Regions from separate parts of the Mus musculus genome. Here region 1 is linked to region 2. Evidence: chromatin contacts called from public HiChIP or PLAC-seq data. All regions are on one chromosome and are shown on one strand. Each heading gives the region's core, a stretch centred on a gene start, on an enhancer-like site or on the middle of the called end of the contact. The rest is flanking DNA. Distances are from core to core; before and after follow the strand shown.

Region 1 (4,130 bases), core at 518-3,017, 150 kb after region 2:
CCAGACACTTACACTTAGATGGTACATAGTCAGCATAGGTCTCAGCATGGCCCAGTTCCTCAGTCTCCTCCTCTTCCTCCCCTTCTTCCTCCTCAGGCTGGCTGTGTGACTATAGGGGGTGGGTGACAGTTCAGGGGTCTGGTCCACATTGCAGTGATCCAGCTTCCCCAAGGGCAGCAGGGATGCTGCACAAAGTGGCCCCAGCACACTGACGTGGCTCTGCCCTCAGCCCTAAGGTGGGGTCTCAGTTTTCCCAACTGTAAAACGGGTAGGGCATCCCAGCACCCAGGCTGCCCAGGGCATGGCACACTGGAGATGCCTTCGGAGTATCTCTAGATCCCCAGGAAACACTGCAGCCACTCAGATCACCTGATAGCTGATGAGAAGTGGAGTGCTGGAGAGCGAAGTCACCGGGTCTTCAGGAGCCGAGAATGGCCCACTAGGTATGAACAGCTGTAGGGGACAGCAGGGCAGGGTGTGAGCCATGGCCTTCTATGGCAGTGTCTGTGTCCTTAGACAGGGGACTGCTCAGCCTCAGGGACCAAAGCCTTGCCTGACTCATCCTGGGACCTGGCAGACCATGGTAGGGAGGGCTGACAACAGTCTGTGTCTCTGTGGCACATGGGAGACCCCAAGATGGTAGCCCCTGGTCCAGGGAAAAGTGGACAAAAGCCAGCCAGATAGTCCCAGGATGCAGACTTGGGCCCTGAGGGCTGGGCAAATGTCCTTGGGAGTAATCTGTGCTAAGGAACTGCCCTACTACCTGTGTGTGTGTGGGGGGGGGGGGGGCTGAGGGCCTCCTCGGGGTGAAGGTTCTATTGTGAGCAACAGAGTGAGAATGTCCCCAACACTGTGACCAAACTGCAAATGTCCCTCTGTAGGAGATATGGATGGACCACAGTGCTGACCAGGTCTGGACAAGTGGTGTGGCCTGGCCTGCGGGCTGAGTCTAAAGCCACTCAGGGTACATGGCTCTCTTTTGCACACTGATTCTCAACTCCTCAATCTAGAGACATACAGATAGATTTTAAAGATTTATTTTGTACATATGGGTGCTTTCCTTACATGTATATAAAGCACACTGTGTGAAGGTAGTGCCTACCGAGGCCCGAAGAAGGTGCCAGACCCCCCGAAACTAGAGTTACAGACGGCTGAGCTCACCATGTAGAAGCTGGGGACAGAGCCTGTGTCCTCGGTAAAGGCATCATACCCCTTAGTTTGTTTGTTTTGTTTTGTCTTTTTCAGACCAGGGTCATGTAGCCCAGGCTGGTCTTCTCAAACACCCTAACGAGCCGAGGGTGACCCTGAACTCCCTGTACCTTCTGAGTGCTGGGATTACGGGGACAACACCACACCTGGGCCATCTGGTGCTGAGGACGGAGCGCAGGGCTTGGTGCATGCCAGGGAGCACTCTCCCCACTGAGCCACAGTCCCTCTGATTGGCAGCACAGGGACAGCTGCTCAGCCTCCAGCCCTAACCTGGAGGGCTTGCTTCAGATGCAGCATCCTTGAGGGGGGACAGGAGTCTCTGAGGCACTTCAGGCACAGTCACTGTCACATGTCCCTTGCTCTGCTGGGCACAGGGCCAGGGGTGTTGAAAGCCAGCGGAAGCTTGGGAAGGTTACAAGTCCACACTCAACCCTCCTGCCTTGTTTTTTTTTTTTTTTTTTTTTTTTTCTTTCTTAAATTAACAAAAACCCAAACAGACTGTGGAGGTTCCTGGAAGGCTGAGTCATGTTCCGGGCTGGAGCAGCACAGGGTGTTGGGTTTCAGATATGGCTGTGGCGCTTGGTCCAGGCAGCCTGGGGCCCTGGGCAGGATAGGCAGTACCCTGTGGCCTTGATCTCATAGCTCCACACAGTAGGGGGTGGGGGACACACAGGGACTGCCGGTCCTGCTGGCTCTGCACCAACTGCACTGTCAGCCCTTAACTCTGAGCTGTATGGCACCAAGGCTTCCTTCCTGAAGACTCCTGGGAGCCTCCCTAACTTACACTCTCAAAGTCTAGAAGCTTCCATCTAGAAGACCCTGGCAAGGCCTAGTCCATGCCAGGAGCTCCCGACAGAGTAACCATACATACCTCCCAGACACTGTTAGTGTCCCCTGGGGGCAAAAATAACTGCTGGCTAAGATCCCTCTAGGTCAGAGTCCTGCACACCCGGAAGCCTCTGTGTCCCACAGTCACCTGCCTGCTGAGTGGGTGGACAGAGAGAAGTTGACCCCAGAAGCTAGGGTCCCCTGAGAGACACTGCTTGCCTCAAAGTGGCGGTCAGTCACAGTAGACCATCCATCAGGTCCACTGAGGGTGGAGAGCCTGGGATGAGAACTGGTGACCCAAGCTACCTTTAGAGTCAGACATGCTGGCACACACCTGTCACCCCAGGATTCAGGGACTGAGATAGGTGGATTGGTAGCCCAAGGGCAACCTTGGCTAAAAGAGTAAAGTTGACACCAGACTGGGCTATGTGAGATCCTGGCTCAGAAACTAAATGAAACCAAACAAAAATAAACTCAAACTGCTTTCCACTCTCTCTAGGAATCGCTGTGTTCCTAGCAGGTATACAACAGCTGGGACCCAGTATGGGGCATGAGGGGACATGGGGTATGTGGAGGCCTTTAGGGCTGTGGGACTGGCCCGCCAGCCTGGGGTATAGGACCCCTTATAACCCAGGCCTGAACACACTGTTGTCAATCACAAGCTCTGCCACCTGTCCACCTGTGTCACCAGAGTGCCCTTGGAGGTGCCCTGAATGCTGACCTTGTCATGGGTAGTTGAGGTGGTGCTGACATCCCAGATGGTAGGCACCTCGTTGAGGCTGTCAGCCTGCAGGAAGTCAGGTGTGTCTGGGATGTCTGACAGGGAATCCACAGATGAAGAGAAGACAGAGGCATTGGAGAGGTCCTCGAGGCATGAGGGGTCCTAGGAGACAGGCAGCAGTGACACAGTGGCCAGCTGTGTGTGCACTCAGGGTCCAGGCGAGCAACCATGTGTTCCAAGTATCACACAGCCAGGAACAGGACACCACAGCATGGAGTGACCATGAGGACATGGCGCTCAGTGAGGGCAAGACACGCAAGGCCGGCCACACAGCGGGGACTCCATAACAGAAAATGTCCAGACTAGAGAACGCAGGCATAGCAAGTGGCTCAGCATTCCCAGAGCTGGGGAAGGGTGGGGTGATGGCCACGACGACAACATTAAAACCACAGGAATGTACAGTTTAAATGAACTATGGAATATGTATGAACCTGAATAACCACGCTGTTTACTTTGTAGCCCAGGCTGCCCTCAGAGTCACTGCAGTTCTCCCCCAGCCTCCTGAGTGAGCCACCACGCCAGACAGACAGGAGTCCTTTCTCCACCCTGAGTCCCTGAGAGCACCTGCAGGCTGGGATTCTCCATGTCCCAACCCTGACGCATAAGGGACCTCTGGAGGCCAGGGTGCCGCCCCTGAGGCCTGCGCCTGGGCAGTCACCCTGTCTGTCTCACTGTGCCTGTGTCCCACAGCAGCCGCAGCATAGTACTCTTCAGTTCAGGATCAGGTAACCAGAGCGACCTGTCCTGCTGACGGCTCCCAGGAAGCCCGGGGAGCATCGCCTTGGCAGGGCAGGAGGCCAGGAAGTCCCACAGGACTACAATCAGGACCAGGGGTAAGCTGCTGTGGAGAGTCCATTTACACACCCTCCCCCCAGCCTTGACAGTGAGCACTCAAGGGTGCACAACAGGCTCCCCAGGCTCTGCCTGAGAGACACCCAAGGTGAACGGGTGCTTAGAGGCCAGGGAGGATAGGGCTATGCTGAGTGAAGGGGCTGTCCTGAACCTAGGTAACCCGTTACAGGTCACCTGCTCTGCCCCAGGAGACAAGAAGGCTAAGTGACTAGGCAACGGGGTTTCAAGGCTTCAAGGTCAGAAGAGACAGAAGAGCCCTGAGTATGGCCCTCAGCCTACCCAGCCTGGTGTGAGGCTGCCATCCAGGGCTTATTTTCTTAGACTCAGGAGTCTTGGTCCTGGGTAACTGCCCATCTTCTCTGAGGGTTAGCATGTCCAGGGCCATTTGGTCTTACCCAGAAAAGGGGAGGCAATTGTCTGGGTATCTAGTGACTTCCTAGGGAACCCCAAGTGACCGTGG
Region 2 (4,150 bases), core at 1,433-3,932:
CCCCGTGCCTGCGAAAGGGAGAGCAGCAGGCTCAGAAAGGCTGGCACCTGGGTCCCCAGCAGCACCATGTCTGTCTCCTTTCAAGTGGGGTCAGGGCCTGGAGCTTCAGCTCTGGCAGGGTATGTCCCTTTATCCCCTCAGCCACCGAGTGGCTGCACTGAGGCCTGCCTGGCTCCCTCCCAAGAAGGGGTCTGTCCCTCACCTCTACACCATCTCTGAGCAGGGTGCGGCCTGAGGTTAGCCCAGCTGTAAACTTTCTACTGGGTCCTAGGCCCACACTCAGGATTCTATCAACTCTGAGGTCTGAGGCTGGGCCACTTCTGTCCCAGCTCCATCCCTGCAGCTGGCACAGCCTGATAACAAACCACAGCTGCCCCTACAGGAAGGACAGACAGACATAGTAGGGAAAGGGGGCTTGGAGCAGTCTTCTGGACAGATGTGCACCTGGGTCCCGGCTTGGACATATGAGCCCGCTCACACCAAAGCCCACCAGGCTGGTGAGGCGCCTGTGTCAGCGCCCACATGGCTCCCAGGTTCCCGTAGGCAAGCCCTTGATAACCCTTGGCCTGGTGCTGCAGCACCCGATCTGTGCTCACTTCTAAAGGCTTTGGGGAGTCTCCACCTCCTTGGGGGCCCCCAAGAGCTCCAGGAAACGGAATTGCTCCCTGAATTAAAACTTGTCAGAGACCTCCATACAAACGCCTCTCTCAGTTCTGCCTGATTCGGGGTTTCCCTGTGAATGTCACCTCCCAGAAGCTGGCATTGCCCATCCAATCAGCACTTGCACCAACAGGAGCCAGCTGGCCTGAGCTGTTTACCCTTCTCCTCCTCCTCACTGAACTTCCCGTGCCTAGCTGGCAGCTCCAGCAAGGGGACCCAAGAGGTTTGCTGAATGAATAACCTAAACTTCTGGAGTTTGTTGAATGAATCCTGCTTCCCCCATAACCGGGCCACTTTACAGAAAGTGAAGTTGAGGACCCAGAGGAGGTGTCCGACACCTCAGAGTGTGACCAGCACCTGGGGGGGGGGGCAACACAAAGCAGACGTGGGGCTGGGGAACTCCTCCAGCTGGTTGAGTAATAGGCCCACCAAGACACACCTTAGCTACAAACACACCCTTCTTTGGCAAACACTCCCGGAAAGGCAGAGAACCCACTTCCCCATCAGGAAGCAGGACAGAGGTGACTCAGGCCCTGGACACCCAGCAGGTAGGTGGACACCTGGGTGAGGCCCTGTGGGAAGTAAGTCACCAAAACGTAAACTTAGTTACACTAGAGACACAACAAGGACACTCTAGGCATGGTCCCAGGAGGCTGAGGCAGGAGGATCAGCTCATGGTCACCCTCAGATATACAGAGACAGAGGCCAGCCTAGGCTACCTGAGACTCTGAGTCAAATAAATAAAACAAAACACAGGTTAGGGAGAAAGGCTCAGTAGTTACAGCAATGGCCGCTCTTGCAGAAGGACTGGGGTTTCGTTCCCAGCACGAACATGGTGGATCAGGACCATCTGTAACTCCAGGATCCATCTGATCTCAGCAGGTACCAGGCACACACGTGGTGCACATACATACATACAAACATACATACACACACCTACATATGTACAGACAAAATGCCCATAAACATAAAATAAAATATTAAAAAAAAATAATAAAGTACAACCAACAAAGGTAGAACCAAATAGAACCCTAGAATACTGGACACCATGGAAGGAAGGGCTTTGCCACCCCACCCCGAGTCTGACAAAGAGTCAACTGTCCACATCCAGATGGGGGAAACCAAGGCACAAAGAAACTCAGCATGCTGGCCAGGGGCCAAGGCAGCGCTTGGCCCGCAAAGGTAACTGTCAGGGCCACAGGTCACAAGACCTGAATTCCTGAGTAGCCACAAACAACCAGCAGCACATCACAGCTTTGGGCTACACCACATCCCACCACTCTGGGAACTGACCCCCCAGAGACACAGAGTCACCATTGCCAGCGGGGATCACAGAGAGTGGGAGTACCCCTGGCTGCTGCTCTCCCGTCCAGCGGGGTAGAAGGGGAATGAACAGGGTAACTGCCTGCGGCCAGGTCAGAGAGCCCTCTCAACAGAAGTCCAGAGCAGGAGGCTCCTGCATCTGCGGGTGAGCAGCCAGAGAAAGGGGTGTAGGCGGAGGAGCGACAGAGCATCCATGGGGAAGGTTGGGGAGGAGAACATGGAGGAGGGAGCAGAGGAGAGAAAAAGGAGGAGAGGAAAGTGGGGGAGAAAGAGACCCCAGCTGGGAGGAAGAGGAGGTGGAGGAGACCCCAACCTGGGGAGGAGGAGGAGACCCCAGCCTAGGGAGGAGGAGATCCTAGCTGCCCTAGCTGGAGGAGGAGGAGGAGGAGGAGGAGGAGGAGGAAGAGGAGGAAGAGGAGGAAGAAAAGACCCTAGCCCTGACGAGGAGGAGGAGGAGACCCCAACAGACTGGGGAGGAGGAATAGGAGGAGGAGGAGAGACCCCAACAGCCTGGGGAGGAGGAATAGGAGACCCCAGCCCGGGGAGGAGGAAGGGGCCCCGGAAAGAGGTCCAGCCCCGCGGCCCTGCTCACAGCCTGGTCTCCCCGCTCGGGGTAGCCTCCGGGCCGCCTTCTGAGTTGTCCAGAGCCACCATGGCCTGCAGCCGCTGTTGCAGCCCGGCCGGAGGCCGCGAAGGAAGTGACGCGCGGGGCGGAGTCTGCAGCGGCCCGGGGCGGGGACAGTCTAGGAACAGCCGCGGTTGCTGGGCTAGAAGCTCTGCCTCGGTTTCCCTCTCCGTAGACATGGGGCGGTGTCACCCACCAGGACGTGCTGGCTGAGGACAAAGTCTGAGCCACCCGGGAGGAGACGGTGGGGCACACCAGCCCCGGGGCGACTGCGGAGATGCGAAAGGCTCCTTGGGGCGCAGATGCGGGAGGGGTATGCGAGCCCCGCGAACAGTCCCAGGGTGACAGAACAGTGCAGGGGACTGAGGCCGAAAAGGAGGACCCGCCCGCAGACCCAACACCTCCAGACCACTGTCTGTGAGAGCTAGTCTGGTGAAAACAAGCGAAGGGGAAACTGGCCGTGGTGCACAGCTGAGCTAGAGGCTGAGGCAGCAAGATCAGTGGAGTTCCAGCCCAGCCTCAGCCACAAAACCTAATTGGGGTGGAGTGGCAGGTGTGGTGCACTCCTGGCCTAGCATAGGTTAGACGGAAGCAGTAGGATCAGGCTTTCAAGTCATCATTAACCAACAGCAAGTTCAAGGCCAGCCTGGGCTCCAGGAAAGCCACGTGCTTTTAGAAAAACTATTACACTTGGTTGATTAATCAACTAATTAATTAAAACAAAAGACCCAAAAGAAAGCATCCACTCTGAGGGTTTGTATAGACAGGTGAAGCGATGGCCGAGCTCATGAGTCTGGTGCAGAGGGGACTCAGGGGAAGGGGACCTGGGGACTTGGACTCCTGACATCACACCAGAGTTGTTCTGTGGCTGAAAGAGAGGGAAGGGGTTCATTGCAGAGCCCTCAGTCTGCATCTTGCTCCCCACAGCCCCAGGACACAGTCGCTGACACCCTCAGAGTCCCCAGGCTGTAAACTTCCTGGTCCCTCAGCCAGGACTGCTTCTTAGTTACTCAGCCCTCTCCCCAGCTTCCAGCCCGCCCTCTAGGATGAGCCTGTGGATGACATAAATACACTCCCTCTGAGTCTCACCTAGAAAATGGCAGCCTCTTTTTCTCTGCTGCATAGTATTCTGGTGGCTTGACAAGGCTAACCTCTTTGGGAGCAAGGGAGCCTCTGAGATACATTTAGCAGGGATGCGAGGGTGTGGCTGAGGTCAGTTCCTTGTAGTTCCTGCTGATAGTTTCCAAAGAGCCTACTCTCCGGACAGGAACTCACTGCTGGATAGAACCTTGTAACTATCAGTCAGAGTCAGCCAAATGTATCTGAAGGTGCTGTCCTGTCCTGACGTGCATCATGGCTCCCAGTGTCCTGGAGAGGCAAACTCTGCCAGGGCTTCTTCAGAAGGCGGGCCTGGGCCAATCTGCCTGCAGCCCATGGTTGAAGCTAACCCCCATAGAAGGCCAAGACCCTCCCTTGCTTGGTGCCCAGAGCCCTCCCTCCTTTAGCCCATCCCCTCCTTCTGTCATCCGGGCATAGCTCTGG

Evidence for each region. HiChIP or PLAC-seq counts read pairs in DNA pulled down with a chosen protein or histone mark.
Region 1: a contact with region 2 is called in a FOXA1 HiChIP or PLAC-seq map of pancreatic cancer cells. The contact joins the enhancer-like site here to the promoter of R3hdm4 in region 2. A contact is called at or near these places in 17 of 39 promoter capture datasets (the 3T3-L1 cell line, 3T3-L1-derived adipocytes, the C10 cell line and 11 more), 3 of 484 Hi-C or Micro-C datasets (the HL-1 cell line, granulocyte-monocyte progenitors and nephron progenitors), 10 of 115 datasets of contacts at active chromatin or transcription factors (the SCID.adh cell line, bone marrow-derived macrophages, double positive thymocytes and 5 more) and 3 of 9 other capture datasets (adipose tissue, liver and pancreatic islet).

The regions. Positions count from the first base shown.
Region 1 is chr10:80,069,599-80,073,728 of GRCm38.p6, forward strand. Sbno2 (strawberry notch 2) reads right to left here. Exons shown (of 32, transcript NM_183426.2): 5 at 2,759-2,920; 6 at 370-453; 7 at 13-109. Among named protein-coding and RNA genes, the nearest start is that of Gpx4, 18 kb to the left of the region's middle. Within about 2 kb of position 1,768, at least 215 of the 459 cell types and tissues checked have an H3K27ac peak or open chromatin away from gene starts, as enhancers often do. A contact at or near this core is called in 3T3-L1-derived adipocytes, the HL-1 cell line, the SN4741 cell line and 8 more, where this site is marked.
Region 2 is chr10:79,914,248-79,918,397 of GRCm38.p6, forward strand. R3hdm4 (R3H domain containing 4) reads right to left here and starts at 2,683. Exons shown (of 8, transcript NM_177994.5): 1 at 2,576-2,683. The coding sequence starts at 2,637. Kiss1r (KISS1 receptor) reads left to right here and starts at 2,724. Exons shown (of 5, transcript NM_053244.5): 1 at 2,724-4,150.